Linked DNA regions of Mus musculus: regions 2 and 3 are each linked to region 1. A link is a contact called in public Hi-C and HiCAR-type data. All regions are on one chromosome and are shown on one strand. The core of a region is the stretch at or near the end of the contact, and the rest is flanking DNA. Distances in the headings are between cores, read along the strand shown. Region 1 holds the start of Cldn12 (claudin 12). Region 2 holds the start of Rbm48 (RNA binding motif protein 48). Region 3 holds the start of Krit1 (KRIT1, ankyrin repeat containing).

Region 1 (3,676 bases), core at 324-2,823:
AAAAAGGCAGTTTAAGGTTAGGGGTGTAGCTCAGCTACAATGCTTGCCCATCATGTAGAAGGCCCAAAGTTCAAACGCCAGCACCACGACAAAGCAAAAACAAAAACACAACAACAACAAAAAAAATAGCACAGGCAATTTATTCTTATATTCACTATTAGATATGAGCCTCAAAGGAAAATAACTCTTATTTTGTGATTTGAAAGTTCGGGATAATTAAGGCTAAAATTAAAAATCACAAATCACTTTACTGGGTTAGAAATCTAAGAAAAAAATTAATAGATTTATTTTTCAAGATCTAGTTCCTGCCTACCGTGTCATAAGGAGCACGGTGAAAGAAAGCACCATGCAGTTGCCTTGGAATGAAAAGAAATGCACTGTTTTCTAAAATGTTTAAAAGACGGTATTTACCATAAAACCAGACAAAACTAATCTGCTCTGTACAACCTAAAATTTGCAACTAGTATGTCCTTTTTAGTTTATGTTGTGTGGTATCTATCGTCCTTGGCTCAACCTGCCATTTGGTATGTTTTCATATCTCTAAAGAGGAGTGACTTCCTGTTGGAATACTAGTTAACTCAAACAGGTAGGATGAGTGAAAAACTCATAAACGCCTGGCAGCTTCCTGGATCCAGGCGTTTATCGCTGGCCCTATTACAGTAATTATGCAGGATGTGGCCTGGGTGCTGATTTCCATCGAGGTTCCCCACCTCCCATCTACGATTCTTGAGTTGTTATCAATCAAGATTGTTGCTTCGAAGTCAGAAGGGCTCGTTTTACAATCAATGACCCCAATCGGACCCCTGGGCAACCTTTGCCATGAGGTCACCTGGCATAGCAGTTCTGCAGTGAAGACTAGCCCCTTCGCAGAGCAGGGCAGTGTCGAGGGACAGCAGCAGCCAGATCGGCACGTCCGGGTGGGAGCCGCGTCCTCAGGAGACCCCGAGCGGCCGAGCCTGGCAAAGGGGGGGCGGCTGCGCCCAGCCAATGGCGTGAGCCCTCCCCGGGCGCACGCTCGCCGCTCGCCCACCCCTGCCCGGTGCGTGGGGAGAGCGAGCAGGTCAGCGTTACACAACCAGCGCCGTCAGCCGCTGGGTCCAAAATAGCAGCCAGCTCGCAGCTCGCAGCTCGCACCCCCGCCCGCCCCCAGCCCTCGGCTGCCCCGGCAACGCGGCTCCACACTCCTCGGAGGGGACGAAAACGTTGTAAACGCGGTACCAAATACCTCCTCGGCCACTTTTCCACGTCCACCCATGTGGGCAACCTTTCAAATGCCGACTCGCCGCCGCTTCGCCGTTTCACGCAACACCTTCAACTACTTGCAAAAGACTCGGAAACGGGAGCGTCCCTGACCACACCTACCGGCTCCTCACGGCTCGGGCATCCCGCTCACCCACTCCGAGCCGCGGCTCCTTGGTCTCCCTCCGCTGCCGCGGAAGTGCGTTCTGGCGAAGCCGCCCCGGAGGCTTCAGGGAACCAGTCAGGCTCTCCCCTGGCTCCGCTCGGGAATACCTTGGCTGCCGGGAACTACAGTTCCTAGCATCCATCGGGCCGCTGGCCGCGGGCCAATTCCTGAGACCACCTCCTTCTTCCGGGTCCCGCCTCCCTCGTTTCCTCTTGCACCTTATTAGGGATAGGTTTACGGCTTGCTTTAGAATGCTCTCAATCACACGCATGAGGGACAAATTTGAGATTCGTTTGGTTACTCAATCAAAAGTTGTTCATTAAGTGCAAAAAAAAAAAAAAAAAGGTCTAACTCCATAGCCACACAAATTTACAAGGGGCACTTTGCTTGTTACTTCTGGGGTTAACTATAGGCAAAAGATACCCTACTGCAGCAAAATTCCATACATAAAACTAATTATTAAGTATTCTAATTTGACTCTTCTACACATCAGCTATCCTCTCTCGTCTTCTCTGATATGTGCATCCTGTGCAGATAAATATGTCAAAGGACTCATACACAGTATTTAAGTTAAAAAGAGCAAAAATGATGCCTGTGAATTCCAGTTGATTCCATCGCACTATATACATACACACAAATAGAGAAACAAAAACTGTCGATGTTGACAACTCTTTTCTTTAATTATCTTTTTTTTTTCTTATTCACTTTATATCCTGAACACTGCCCCTATCCCCATCAACCCCCTCTCCTGAGTCGGGGAGCCCTCTCGACCCCCCAACCCTGGCACTTCAATTCTCTGTGAGGCTAGGCACTTCCTCTCCCACTGAGGCCAGACAAGGCTGCCCAGCCAGGTACGTAGCCCAAGTACAGGCAACAGCTTTGAGGTAGCTCCTACACCAGTTGTTTGGGGCCCACATATGAGCTGGAAGGCCTAGGTCCAGCCTGTGTTTGTTCTTTGGTTGGTGGTTCAGACTCTGAGAGCCCCAAGGGTCCAGGTTAGTTAACTCCATTGGTCTTCCTGTGGAGTTCCTATCTCCTTCAGGGCACAGCAATCCTTCCTCCTATTCTCCAGTAAGAGTCCCCAAGCTCTGGAGACTGTTTGGCTGTGGGTGTCTGCGTCTGTCTGAGTCAGCTTCTGATTGGAGTCTCTCAGAGAGCAACCATGCTAGGCTCCTGTCTGCAAACATAACAGAGTATCATTAATAGTGTCAGGGATTGTTGCTTGCCTATGGGATGGTCTTTGCTCCATCACCTGTGCCTGCATTCCTTGTAGACAAGATAAATTTTGGGTTGAAAGTTTTATGTGTGGATCGGTGTCTCTATCACTCCACCAGGGTTCCTGTCTCGCTACAGGAAGTAAGCTCTTCAGATTCCAAATCTCCATTGCTGTCACAGCTAAGGTCACCCCCATAGAATTCTTGGGCGCCTCCCATATCCCAGGCCTCTGTGATGACAAGTTTTTTATTATTTAATTTTTTCATACAAATATTGATTATATTTCCCTCTCCCCCAACTCCTTTCAGATCTTTCTCACCTCCCTACCCACCCAACTTCATGTTATTTATCAAACATACAAAACTCAATAAAGCAAACAAAAAGTCCCAAACCAAATCTAATCAAGAAGACGTGGAGTCTTGATTGCAGTAGCCAACTGCTCCTGTGGTTGATGTCCTTTTGGATAAAACTGATCTCTTTCCTAGTAGGTATCAATTGCAAAGAACCTCTAGGCTAGGGAACAACTTTTGAATCTAAGCAAGTACACACTTTTTTTTGTATACTATTCATTTAAATGGTCTGTAGCTTCTCACTTGCAATTTCTCAAAAAAGGATACTCAATTCTCAGAGTTGACAGGACTGTAAACGATCCCACCCCATTCTTGTTTGACTCTGCCCTGCTGTTACCTTGGACAAGAAGACCCGCTGTGTTTTATGGTCTCCATCTGTAGAACAGTGTGTTTGTGCCAGAAAATCATGAAAATTAAATTAATCTAAATCTTATAAGAAGGAAAACATAGAAAAGCACAACAGTACCTCACATATAACAAGGACTTGGCTAATGATACTTTCCATTTTGTGTTGCTATAGTAACAACTGGACTTTTACTCAAAAAGGGAGAAAAGTCTATTATCTGTCCACTGCTATCCTCTTCTCATGATGGCCATATTGCTTCAGATGGTGAACGAGTCTATCTAAGGCAAGAAACAGTCAGCCCCCAAGCAGAACTGGAGAAAGTGGGTCTCTAGCACACAGGTCTTGTAACCCCAGTCCTGT
Region 2 (3,676 bases), core at 412-2,911, 1.9 Mb before region 1:
TTTAAAAGCTTGAAGGAAGAGCTGGGATGTCACTCACTGTTAGAGTGATTAAGTCGCAGATGTGAGGCCTGGTGAAAAACAAACTGGAAGGCGAGGTGGAGTGGTGCATACCTTTAAACCCAGCACTCGAGAGTCAGAGGCAAAGGCAAAGGGATCTTTGAGTTCAAGGCCAGCCTGGTCTACAGAACTAATTCTAGCACAGCTAAGGCTATCCAAATAAACCCTGTCCCCTCCCCTCCTCCCCCCAATCAGGAAGACTGAGAGCAAGAAGTGCTTCTGTGCTTTGGGTACATTTGGGAAACAGTTGGGGCCAAAATGACAGCAACAGGAATAAGATTTTAACAGGAGTTCTGCTTAACTTGTACATACCTTGCACTCTGTAATTTCACAAATTTAATGAGATAAACTTCTGTAAAATCTTCCGCTGGGTATTCATCTAGAGCGTTATACTGTTCAATCGCACCATACAGAGCAAAACGCTCAACTAATTCCTTCATGGCTCCCACTGCAGGAACTCCTTGTATTAGTAAGTACTGAGACTCCAAATTGATTGTATATACCTAAAGTCAAAGGAGACCTCGTTAAATGTACTCTTCAAACAAGCCTATGGCAAATCGGTCCTCCCACCCCCTTTTAAATGGAGCTTTGAAAACAAGAAACAATCCGGTCTGCAAAACATACACACTAAACTGTCACTCTTCTGCCTAAAGACTACCACACTCCACATAAGGGTATCTGACTAAACCACTTAACAGACGTCTTTTCCAAAAGCTGACTCCAGAGAGGTTAATGTAAACAGCCACTGAACACTCACTCACCCTGGGCTTGCCCTGTGAGAAGCGCTATTGTAAACACATAGGATACAAAGCTAAAAATAGTGGGTTGGAGGTTTGGTAAGCAGCTAACCGAGGGTAGTGATAACCTTTGGTACCGGGGCCCGGGTTCTTCGTGCCCCCTCCACTTAGAGATGGATCTCACAACATCCCTGCCATGCCTTTATGGAGGCAGGCCTTGGGGAGCTAGTGCTCACAGGAATTTAGTGTCCCTGCCGAGGGGAGAGAAGAATCCGAGTCACTCTACCTTGACCGCGCGAGGGCGTCGGCCCTCCCGGTATTTGGCCCGCGAGTCACACACAGCCGTCTGGACGTGGTGATCGAATACGCCACCAGGTTTCCCGTCACTGGATGCCATCTTGCCGGCTCTAGTCCCCCGCGCCAGAACAACATCCGCCAGCCGCGCTCCTCTGAGTCCAATAAGAGAGCAGGATGGACCAGGCGTGCTAGGATTGGCTGAAGGATCGACCCCATCGACGATCATCTCCTGAGAGCGAGAATTCGACGAGCGACGTGCCGCCCCCTAGAGCTTCGGAGGTGGCCCGAGGGTGACAGCGGCCGGGCGTGGGAAGAGGGGGGCGGGCCTGATCGATGTTCTCGGGTTCCGACGCTCTCACCTGACGAGAAGCCGGTGGACTCCGCTCTCCGGTGAGAGTTGAACCTTGGGACAATGTGGAGCAGCGATCGCTTAGCGGGTGCGGGGTCTGGTGGGGCGGTCGTGACGGTGGCCTTCACGAATGCTCGGGACTGCTTCCTGCATCTGCCGCGGCGCCTCGTGGCCCAGCTTCACCTGCTGCAGGTAACGCGCTGGCGGGACGCGGACACCACTGACGTCTCGTGGGACTAGGGTCAGCTGACACCTTTTCCTGCAGGGACATCGTCTGCCACCGACCCCGAGCTGAGGCGTGAGCGAGGGCCCCCTGCGGGCATGGCGTGGAGTGGCAGCGTGTGCATCCACACCACGGCTAGTGTATCCTCAGACCCTACCGTGGAATTCCTAGTGCACCCCTTTAACTCGGTTAAAGCAAGCTGAGCATGCAAGGGTTCTGCCCCAGCAGTCAGAAGCGGCCCTCACTCAAGGATGGAAAGTTCTAGAGAGCTCTTACAGGTTTGCTTACAGGTTGCTAAAGCATTATCCTGCCAACGAGTTGCCGGTGCAGCGATAGAGGTGTTGAGTGGCAGACTTGGTTTGTAGATTACCAAGGTTTCCAACCTGTGCGAAAGGTTAATAAAAGGATAGATAGCTCTCCCTGCTCCGGAGGACTTCGAACATAGCAAGAATATGTGCGGCGAGGGAGGTGGGGCGGGGTGACAAGGTGATGGAATTATTCACACCCCACACTTTCACCTCGGTAGCTAGGATTACTTGGACCTCAGCGAGCTGTCTGGATTCTGTCATTATGGTGTTTCAAGGCTATTAACCATCGGTGGAAATACAGCATCCATATTTTCCTAAGAGTGAGCAGAAATAGACTCTCTTAGTTTGAGTGTATTCATGGGGTTAGAGTATTTGAAATCTAAAATCCTAGATGCATGGTACCTGAACACTGGGTCATAAAAAAAATATACAAGAGTTTGAAATGACTTCAAGTATTCTACCTTTATTTCCTCTTTGCTACATTTATCTTGCTTTTACAGTCCACCTATCAGAACACACCAATTTCATCAGAACCATTCTTACTGTTAGTTTATCTCCACCAAATATTCTCTAACTCTCTGGTTTGCTTTCTGGTGACTGAAAGGAATCATTCACTGTTACCAAATCCCAGCTTGGATCATTATTCCCTGTCATTTCTGATGGGGATTTTTCAGTGTATTTTCAAATCTCAAATTAAGCTTACCACCCCATGAGTTTAGAAAAATGCTTCCTTATGGTCGCTAAGAATTTGAACCTGACATGTTGTTGCTTCCTTGGATTCATCACTGTTTAGGAATTACATAGTCTTGGTCTTTATTATTATTTTTATTATTATTTGAGAAGTGAAGAAGTAAAATACTAAGCATTTGGATTAAGTCTTGCATGCTTATATCTAATCTTTATTGTTTATAGAAAGGTGGAGCTAGATACACATGAGGTTTCCTGTCCTGGTTTTTTGTTTTGTTTTGTTTTGTTTTGTTTGTTTTTTTCGAGACAGGGTTTTTCTGTGTAGCCCTGTCTGTCCTGGAACTCACTTTGTAGACCAGGCTGGCCTCGAACTCAGAAATCCGCCTGCCTCTGCCTCCCGAGTGCTGGGATTAAAGGCGTGCGCCACCACGCCCAGCTTCCTGTCCTGGTTTTGTGTAGTATTAATATGACTTTTGTTGAGAGGTCATTGCTTTTAGCAATTACTTGGTATGATACCATAAACTGACCATAACTTATATAACTGCTCACCATGATTAACTTTTGAACTCAACTTTTAGAAATTTAAAGTGACAGCTATGTTTTGCTGAAACTGTAAAGTGTTGTTGCTTATGGATCATTTTCATTTTTGGTTATTTAGAATTCCCAAAATAATTGTCTTAGTCAGGGTTTCTACTGCTGCGATGAAACACTGTGACCCAAAGTATGCTGGGGAGGAAAAGGTTTATTTGACTTACACGTCACATTGTAGTCCATCATTAAAGGAAACCAGGATAAGAAGTCAGGCAGGACAGGAAACTGGAGGCAGGAGTGTGTGCAGAGGTCATGGAGGGCTGCTGCTTACTGGCTTGTTCCTAATGGCTTGCTCAGCCTGCTTTCTTATAGAACCCAGGGCTACTAGGGGTGTTACCACCCACCATTGGCTGGCCCTACCCCATCAGTCACCAATTAAGAAAATGCCGTACATGCTTGCCTGCCGCTGCATCTTATGGAGATATTT
Region 3 (3,676 bases), core at 662-3,161, 1.7 Mb before region 1:
TTAAGTAGGAAATGTTGTTCCTATCTTTCCTCTTTGTCCCAAAGATAAAAGAAACTAGTGGAATTTTCAAAAAAGATTGTTCCATGCAGCTAGCCATTCCCTGAGGAAAACCCTTAGAGCTTCTTCATCAGAAGCTGATTTTACACCTTCAACAATGCCCTCAAGTCTGCACAGTGCTGGGCTTCTGTGCCAAGGAAAGTCCATTTCCAGACAGACTGTGGGAGCTACATCTTCTGCGTCTGCTTCAAACTAAACTGTGAAGTGTAAAGTTACAGCCCAAGATAAACTGCTAAACGGCTTGCTGGGGTGACTAAACATATTTATTGTTCCTAAAGAAATAATTTCCAAGAAAAAAAAATCACCAATGTTACCATACTACCTTAGTTTACAGAATATTAACAGAACCTACACCGTACAGAGTAACATTATTTTTAGAATTATCATTTGCTTTCTAATAGTACCTTAAAAAGTAGTTAATGCATTGACAGCTGTCTAATCACTGACAGTATTAAAATTATATTTTAATCTAATTTCTGGAAAGTTCTGCAAAAGCAACCTAAAAATGCAAACTAAAATTTAACGAGAAACAGCCTAGTCAAACAGTAATCAAAACAGTAAGAAATTAACAGCATCCAAAGTACACTATCTAAAACTCCAGATGTTTTCACATTTGGTCTTCACATTTACTAGTAAACCTGAATGGGTCTTTCAATCCAAAGATTTTTCAACATGCCGTTCCATAAGAATGACGCTTGTGAGAATAAAAACTCTTCAAGACCTGCTTCATTACAGCTGTAGCTTCAATTACCTCCGACTCAAACATCAATGTACGAACAGTTCACACATACGTAGAGGAATGAGGGTACAGAGGAGCGTTCATTCTTTTGTTTGGGTGGCAAAAGCAACACAAATAAAGGTTCAGTGGTGCCATCTGCACCTATCCCCACCCATGACAGTCCTACAGAGCACTTTTAACCTAGTCGCTCCTCACTATTTCAGGTCCACGGAGTTAGTGGAATCCAAGGCTTTCCAGGTCCCAACAAGGGTTGCGGAGACTGTGAGGTCCGGGGTTCTACAGAAAATGAAGGAGGGCACGAATCTTTTGAGGACAGAGGGACAAGGCTATGTAGACGTGTGTGGAGGATGGGACGCGCCGCGGAAACCGGGAGGCTTGCAAATTCGCGAGCGCGAGAAACCCCGTAGGGCAGACAGGATGCTGTGCTCCTTCGGGGACGGGGAGAGAAGGGGTGACAGGGCAACCCTCGCAAGAGACGCGGAAGGGCGTGAACTAGGCAGGCTCGAGACTGCCTCGGCCAGAGCCGAGCCGCGAAGCAGAAACTTACGGTTACTTCTCCCGGCCGGGACCGGGCTCGCGTCGATTCCCCCCAGATCTGCAGGTCTTCCTCTGTCGCGGCCACCTGGCTCTCGCGCCGAGCGGGTGACCTCTCGGGTCCACTCGGCGCCCCACCCACCCGCCGGCGGCGGCGGCTGCGGGAGCCGGAGGATGCGCGCTGGAGGCCCGCGGGAAGCGCTGCGCGAGCCCGACGCGCCCGGCGAGCTCACACTGGGCGGGCGCCCCCCATCTTCTCCCGCTGCGCGCCGCCGCTCTCAGGCTATGGAGGAGGGGGGCGGTGGCGCCTGCCTCCGCCGCTCGCTCAAGTCCAGCGCATGGTCGTGCCGCGTGCGCACGCAGCCGCGGAGGCCGACCTCCCTTCCCCGACCCCCGTCCTTGCTATAGCTAGCGTCGGGCTCGGCTGCCGCCAAACCCCGCGAGCTCACGGTCGCCCGCTCCCAGACAGCTGCGGCCGCCGCGCGAAGTGGCACGGACCGGCACGAACGGCGGCTCCCCGCGGGCCGACCCGGAAGCTTTTTCAGCCGCAAACCTGAAGCGGCCTTGGGGGCGTAACCCCGGAAGTTATTGCCCGGCGCCGGTAGCGGTGGGATGGCGAGCTGAGGCCTTTGGGAGCCCGAAGCTGGTGGAGAGGCTGAAGGGTTCCTGGAGCCGAGGGAGAGGAAGGACGGTGGGGAACAGGTGCCCTGAGACCCGAACTCGCGGGGCGGCTTTTGGTGACAATCCAGGGGCTTCCTGCCACAGGAAGTTGGGGTGGGCCTCCTAGATAGGCAGAAGGAATGAGAAAACGGTGACGGGCTGGCTCCGCCATCCTTCGACTGCCGCCCCACCCACTGACTTGGATGTAGCGGCTCGGGAGAGGATCCGCCGCCCGCCCGGGTGAGTCTTTCCCGTTTCCTTGGCGGAAACAAGGAAAGCAAGGCAAGAAGAGCCAGACGCCGGCTGGAGCCAACGGCAGGAGCACCGAAGCTCGCCCACGAGGCTCTGCATCAAGGCGTGTTGTTTCTTACACGCCGGTACCGAAAAGTCACCGGCGTCTCTTGGGTGGGAACTTTTGGAGCAAAAGCAGCTTTGCATTTTTCCCGGTAGGGGAGCACTGGTGGGTGGTGCCAAGGGAAAGACTTCCCAGGCAGTGTTGTCATTGCCAGGACAGTGACAGCTTATCGATTGTAGCTGTCTTCTCCCATCTATCCGAGTTCTTCCTTTATGTCTCCTTTTGGCTTGCACTCTCTGCTCTCTCCTCCCCTCGGTCTTTGTAACTTCACCAGAAGCCTTGATGTGGTTGGCCGACCTCAAGATTTCAGCTCCATTCCTGTCCTGCTCTCTCAGGGAACTTAGCGTGTCTTTATTGTAAACAAACTCACTGACCCACAAAGGAGTAATTACCCCTGCTGTGGGCACTAAGTGAAAATTGTATGCCTCTCCTTTGTCAATCATAATGAAAATCAACAATATCCCTGCATATTTTTTAAAAAAATCGCAGACAGCCCTCCAAGTTATGAACCATCTCCACTTACATAAGTCCTCATTTTTTAGGCAGCATATCATTCATGCCTGAGCATTTCTCCAGTGCAGTGAGCCATATAGCATATTAGCAATGGCTTTATTTATTTTTATTCTTTTGACTAGTTCTCTCTTCCTGTCGGTTTCAGTTGCACCAGCTTCACCTTCATCGCTGGTAGCTTTTGTTGTTTTCCTGGCTTCAACCTTTGTTTCCTTTTATGTCATTGGAAGACTATTTTAAGTGCTCCAGTACAAATACTTTTTTAAAAATAAACTTAAAATAAAAAAAAAAAGAATTTTTGCGAATATGTTGCTAGCAGTAAGTTTGTTTTATATATTTAAAATATGAGTATTTAAAATATATAATGAGTATTCACAAATGAAACACTTTGCTAATAGACGTTTTCTTATGAATTGATTGAGATAAGAATTGGTTTACTTTAAATTCTGTGCAGAAAGTTAACTACTTAGTTTCTCCTTTAGGTACTTTATAGAAAGCATCATTTTCTATAGTTGCCATGTTCTTTGTACAGTGTCTATAATACAGTGTCTTTTTAAGAGGTTTGCAGTTTTTAAGGCTTTCATACATATGTATATATCTTGTTTATAGTTTATTATGTTTTAGTCGGTGTTAATCTGAGATGAAAAGCAGTTGCTAAACAGGAAGTTTTAAGAAAAGCCTTTTTTTTTCTATAGGCAGCTCTTTTGCATGTAGTGGATTTTTAGAATGTTCTTATTAAAATTTTTTTATCTAAAAAAAAATTCCATGAACTATCCTCAAAACTTTAAACAAGATGAAATGTCTTCATCCTAATGTTTCAT

What was found. Hi-C and Micro-C count contacts between places; a contact is called where the count stands out from the background. HiCAR-type assays count read pairs that join an accessible place to other places.
Region 2: a contact with region 1 is called in a Hi-C map of cardiomyocytes, with 5 times the contacts expected there. The contact joins the promoter of Rbm48 here to the promoter of Cldn12 in region 1. A contact is called at or near these places in 1 of 39 promoter capture datasets (liver) and 1 of 484 Hi-C or Micro-C datasets (cardiomyocytes).
Region 3: a contact with region 1 is called in a HiCAR-type map of astrocytes, with 2.4 times the contacts expected there. The contact joins the promoter of Krit1 here to the promoter of Cldn12 in region 1. A contact is called at or near these places in 2 of 39 promoter capture datasets (cranial neural crest and hippocampal neurons) and 1 of 115 datasets of contacts at active chromatin or transcription factors (astrocytes).

Annotation. Positions count from the first base shown.
Region 1 is chr5:5,513,403-5,517,078 of GRCm38.p6, forward strand. Cldn12 (claudin 12) reads right to left here and starts at 1,574. Exons shown (of 4, transcript NM_022890.2): 1 at 1,363-1,574.
Region 2 is chr5:3,594,886-3,598,561 of GRCm38.p6, forward strand. It overlaps Rbm48 (RNA binding motif protein 48), which reads right to left and starts at 1,662. Exons shown (of 5, transcript NM_172991.4): 1 at 1,081-1,662; 2 at 370-560. The coding sequence starts at 1,317. Pex1 (peroxisomal biogenesis factor 1) reads left to right here and starts at 1,181. Exons shown (of 24, transcript NM_001293806.1): 1 at 1,181-1,632. The coding sequence starts at 1,504.
Region 3 is chr5:3,801,254-3,804,929 of GRCm38.p6, forward strand. It overlaps Krit1 (KRIT1, ankyrin repeat containing), which reads left to right and starts at 1,912. Exons shown (of 17, transcript NM_030675.3): 1 at 1,912-2,230. Ankib1 (ankyrin repeat and IBR domain containing 1) reads right to left here and starts at 1,871. Exons shown (of 20, transcript NM_001289527.1): 1 at 1,344-1,871.